Linked DNA regions of Zea mays: region 1 is linked to region 2. The links are chromatin contacts, called in public Hi-C maps. All regions are on one chromosome and are shown on one strand. The core of a region is the stretch at or near the end of the contact, and the rest is flanking DNA. Distances in the headings are between cores, read along the strand shown.

Region 1 (2,700 bases), core at 33-2,532, 140 kb before region 2:
CACGTCGCCCACGTTGGTTTACGCATATTTGTACAAGCAATTATACTTGCATAACTGTACTGCATTAAAAAGGGCCGCCTGGATCGATCCATTCGGTTCGACCACGTTCGGCTCGTCCGGCTGGGGCTCCGCGCACCTATATGAAGCCCAGGGCTTCCATTACCAACGCCCTATATATATATATATATATATATATATATATATATATATATATATATATATATATATATATATATATATATTTAAACTATACTCTATAAACAGTGCAATCTACAATATAAAACGATGTAAGACGGTGTTTTTAGTAACCATATAAGTGCGTGCAATGTACAATGGTTCAACCATATGATTAAAAAAACACATTTTGCACTGTAGATTTGCATGGTTTGTAGAGTGTAGTTTAAATATAAGCATGAGTACGAGTAAACCGGTGGAGATGGTCTGACATTGTAGATATAAAACCGAGTTTGTGTTCCACTCAGAATCATGTTCAATGGGCCGGTTATACAACATATGGATGGCAATGTGCCATGGTGGATACATTATATACTGAAGAAGGAGCACAGATGGAAAATCAGCTTCAGAAGAACCCTAACAGATCGAAGGTGAAAAGGTCATCCGGCATCATCAACTCAAGGAGGAGCTAGCGGACGTCACTTTATCAGCTGATCAGGGAGACGACGATTGAATGAACGCGCTGTGCGTCGACCACAAATAATTAAAGCTACCATATTATTAACGATGCAATGGCGGCACACTCGATCGCCACGTACGAGCAGGCTTGTTTCAGACGACCCCCCACAAATCCACGCGCGTTGCATTCGCGTAGATAGATGAGGGACGAAGAAGAAGAGAGCGCGCGTACGTAACCGCCCCGCGACGCCGCAAGTCGTCGTCGTCGCCAACCTTCGTTCGGCCTCATCGGCTCTCATGCATCCCCGTATATCCTATCTCTTTCACGCACGTCCGAATTTGAAATTTTCGATATACCGATATTCTTGTTTTATCGATGATCGCCGAGATTCAAATTAAAATATCTGTAGAGAAAACCCTGTTTTTTTTCAAGCATATGAAGGGCAGGAGTTGGGGGGGAAGAAAAATATCGTGGCGATCACTGACAACCGAGATAACGAAACGGCAGCAGTATATTATAGGCCACAAGACCCAACAAACCACCAGTGCAGTGCATGTTTTCCACGAAGCAGGAAGCAGCCAGTCCCCGGCCCAGTGCGGCCCCATTGGCCAACTTGCATAATAATCCCCGAAAGCCTCCATAAATCCATGCCTCAAGGCCTCCACTGTCCACTCCTCACGTACAACCATACCATACCATGCTGTTCGTTGCTCTGTACGTAGCTCTTCTCCAACTACGTAACGTAACTAGTACGTGTACGTCCAGCACTTGGATTGGAATATTGGATGGCTCCCCTGCGAGCGGGAGCGGCGCCAATGGCGGCGGCCGCCGCCACGGTCGTGCTGGCCGCCATACTAGTCGCGCTGTTCGGCTGCTGTGCCGCTGCCGCGTCCGCCGCCGCCGCCACCGACGTGATCACGGCCGCGGCAGAGCTGGACCGCATCGACAGGCTGCCGGGCCAGCCCCCAGTCAACTTCTCTATGTACTCCGGCTACGTCACCGTCGACGCCGCCGCGGGTCGGGCGCTCTTCTACTGGCTCATGGTGGCCTCCGGCGTGCCGGCGGGCTCCGCGCCGCTCGTGCTCTGGCTCAACGGCGGGCCCGGGTGCTCCTCTCTTGGCTACGGCGCTATGGAGGAGCTCGGCGCCTTCCGCGTCAACCCCGACGGCGCCACGCTCTCCTTGAATCCCTACGCCTGGAACAATGGTCCGGCGGCCAGTTTCGATGCCTCTTTTTTTTTCACCCAGTAAAGCTAGCTTGTTATATATATGTTTGTCATGGACTCATGGTGTCTAGTGTCGACGACGGATGGATTGGTTTGCTTGCAGTGGCGAATGTGCTGTTCTTGGACTCGCCGGCCGGCGTTGGCTACTCCTACACCAACACCACCGACGACCTGTACGCTGCTGGTGACAACAAGACAGGTGAATTATATGGCCGGAGTAGATATCTGTCTAGTTCTTTACTGCATCTGTTCATTTTTTTTTTCACCAGACGGTTTATAACACGTTTTCAATGTCATTTATCACTTACGGTTCTTTTAAAGTAACCGCTAGTGGAAAATTATTTCTACTTGTCGTTCTCGTGAATAATCGCCACTGCAAATACTTTTTGGGTTTTCTAAAATTAGCCGGCAGTGGTAGTTTCTCGCCCTTTTCAAATTTTCCACCAAAACTGAATTTTTATATATTTACACACAACTATATATATATACATATTATATTAATATTGAAAACAATACAAAATTAAATTCTATCATACATTATATATCAAATTTTGTGTTTACAACTATAAAGATTCACTTATATGTATCAAACATTCTATACATCAAAGTTTTCACCTAACCTCTAATAACTATCTCGGCTAAGATTTAATATACTAATTTCGGTTAGTACTCTAAACTATGTCCTAGTTAAGATATTGGTATCATCGTGATATTTTATTTCACACGAAATGACTTCTTTCAAAATAAATGAGCACATGTTCTCAATTATGTTGTCAGACAACGACGGCGAGACTACTACCACTATACGACGGTTGATCTTTAGCGACCCTTATTAGGGACA
Region 2 (3,030 bases), core at 465-2,964:
TGTGTGTCGAGCCCTCTTTGCCGAGTGCGACACTCGGCAAAGAGTTTGCCGAGTGTTTTTAAGGCTTTGCCGAGTGCTTCAGGCACTCGGCAAAGCCGTCGATTCCGGTAGTGTGCTATAATGCGCCTGCAAGGGCTTCGAGCATGGAAAGCTCACTGTGTGTAACCTTCTTGATGGATTGGTGTGCATTTGACAAAATTAGACCGAATGACTTATTAGTATCTATTAGGTGTTGTTTGGTTCAAACATTGATAAGTGAATAGTAATGGTTACTAGTTGTAATTAGATTGGATAGTAGTATCTATTACTACTAAAAAGAGCTCAACCCAATAAAAGTATATGCATCTATTACCGCATGTAATCTGTTTGCGGTACATTTTGGTGAACCAAACACCACCTTAGTTCTTACAGGTTGTAGAACTACATATTCCTTTTCTCCATTATTGCAGGCTCTCGTAAAGATAATTGTTTGCATTTTCGTTGTTTTCGTCATGCACGTCAGACTGTACGTATGTATCTGCTTCAACATTGTCAGAGTGATTTTTTCTATAAAAAAAATGGAACTAAGCCCAATCTGATAAACTCGTGGTATCATGTTTGTGTGCGTATAAGAGCTGAGCAAATAGAACCGGGGTACTGAAATATACACAACTCATATTTATTTAGTTAACATTACATAAAAATGGGACAAGGACGTTACATGACATGACATACTCCTAGCAATTTGAATGACAGGGAAGAACAATTCATCCAAAAATGGGCAATAAAGTAAAAACGAAAAGACAAACAAGACCCGCGAACGAAAAAAAAAGTATAGATGTCACGGCCACCGGAGAGACCTGACGAGACACTCCTCGCCGTGACTACAGCCCCCACCAAACGCCGGCGAGCGCAAGAGCCGTGGCGAGGCCACCCCGCGTCAGCCTCGCGGGCGCGAGCGACGTGGTCGTGGCGTCCGGGGACGCCTCCGCCGCGTCGGGCGAGTCGGCGACGGCCGCCGGCGTCTTGCCCTTCTTCTTGGCCGGCGCGAGCGGCGCGGGCGCGGGCGCCTCCGCGGCGCCGAAGAGCTTCATGGGGAGCAGCACCTTGTTGACCTGGTAGACGACGAGGCTGTCGCCCGAGTAGAGGGAGTTGTCGACGGTGGCGGTGACGACGCCCGTGGTGACGTTGACCTGCTGGCCCTCGGAGGAGGTGACGTTGAGTGGGAACTCCCCCGGCGAGGCGCTGCCGGCCTGCGTGCGGAGCGGGTTGCTGACGGTGTCGAACTGCGACATGGGGATGGCGGTGGACACCACGTGGTACTGCACCAGCGCGTTCTTGTCCTGGTCCGACAGCGAGTTGAGCGTGCCCGAGGGCAGCGACTGGAACGCGTTGTCCGTGGGCGCGAACACCGTGACCCCGTTCCCGCCGTTGGCGACCTGGTTGTCGATCTGCGACGCCACGCCCGTGGACTTGAGCAGCCGGATGAAGGTGTTGAACTGCCCGGCCTTGGCCAGCACGCCCGTGATGTTGCTGGACGCCGTCGCGGGCGCGGGCGCCGCGGGGGTTGCCGGCGTGGGCGTCGTTGGCGCCGCCGTCGGGCCCTGCGCCGACGCCGCGGCGGCCACGCCCAGCACCACGAGGACGCGCACGAGTCTCTGCATGGCGGCGACCGCTACTGATGGTGGGCGCGACCTGTGCATGCAATGCAATGCAGATGCAGCTGGGAGGATCGGTGTGGCAGGGGCTCGTGACGCTAGCTGGCACTTATAGCGAGGTGGGTGGAGAGGAGTGAGCTGTAAGAGAAGGTGGTGGGGGTGAGTCTTACAGTTACAGGGCACCAAACGGTGAGGTGAGGTGAGCTGCCCCTGCCCAGGTGGAACAGCCTAACAGCCATGCTTGCTTCAAGCAGCAGCAAGTGCAGACACGAGAGGGTCCGAGTTCCCTCATCTTTTTTTCTGACGATCACAAGGTGGTAATGATGCTGATTTGCTGTCTTGTGAGAGGGTCAGTGATAGGCTGTTTTTTTTTTGGCGTGGCTGATTACCTGAAAGAAAAGGTTCCCTTGCCAGTCTAACGGAATGAACGGGACAAATGAACGAAAGAGCAGGAAGACTGAATGAATGAGTGCAGTTCAGGATCTGTTGGGGGCCTTCGTCTTCTAAAGGTCCTTAAAAACATGATTTAACAACGTTTCCGGAGTTGTAATACATGAACAGGTACCTTCGGATTCGAATCAAAACCACAGTCGGAGAAGCACAAAGGATACGAAGGTTGATGCAGCGCCGAAGCTACGCGCAAGGGAGCTTCAGCATGACAGCAGGAAAGAAAACCGACTTAAAAGGGAAAAGGCTATTTAGACCTCGATGGATCACTATAGAGTCATTAGCAAATGTAAAGGGCATGAGCGTAATTTTACATGGGCTGCGTCCCGTGCCTATAAATAGATGAACAGTGCTCCCGTACTGTTCACGCTGACTTGGCATTTGCTTTTGCATCACGTTCGTACCTTTGCTGTCTATCAAGCCGAAGGTACTAAATGTGATTCAATATTGTTTTTATTTTCTCATAATAATATAATGAAGATGAGTTGATAATGCTATATAACTGTTTATGTTATCTTTTGTATTTTACACACTTCCTTCTATTACCTTCATACCTTCGATGTCCTTCATGACTTTCGTCTGAAAGGTCATTATAACCTAAGGGAAATAATGTTTCGAAGGACGAAGGACGTTAATATTTAACATTTTATGTTGTCTTGTTCTTGATTCATAGTATTTGAGAACAAGTCTCCAATAGGATCCACCCTACCATGTATAGATGAGCAAACGGGCCGCCCGGCCGGGCACATGCATGGTCCAATTAGACACAGCACGACCAGGCCCACGGGCCTACCGAGCCGGGCCTGCTCAGTCCTACGTGCCTTACCAAGGGCCCAGGCATGACCCTTCGAGAGGGGCTAGTCCGAAAAGCCCTGACCCAAAAGAGTGTCGGGCCAGCCCGAAGCCCGGTAACAGAAAAAATACAGTTTGAACAAAAACATGCACA

Evidence for each region. Hi-C and Micro-C count contacts between places; a contact is called where the count stands out from the background.
Region 1: a contact with region 2 is called in a Hi-C map of ear, with 3 times the contacts expected there. The contact joins the promoter of LOC100284309 here to the promoter of LOC100284765 in region 2. A contact is called at or near these places in 3 of 25 Hi-C or Micro-C datasets (ear, leaf and tassel).

The regions. Positions count from the first base shown.
Region 1 is chr3:15,155,895-15,158,594 of Zm-B73-REFERENCE-NAM-5.0, reverse strand. It overlaps LOC100284309, which reads left to right and starts at 1,282. Exons shown (of 9, transcript NM_001397564.1): 1 at 1,282-1,840; 2 at 1,963-2,058. The coding sequence starts at 1,420.
Region 2 is chr3:15,013,713-15,016,742 of Zm-B73-REFERENCE-NAM-5.0, reverse strand. It overlaps LOC100284765 (fasciclin-like arabinogalactan protein 7), which reads right to left and starts at 1,714. Exons shown (of 1, transcript NM_001157660.2): 1 at 636-1,714. The coding sequence starts at 1,682. The coding sequence ends at 864.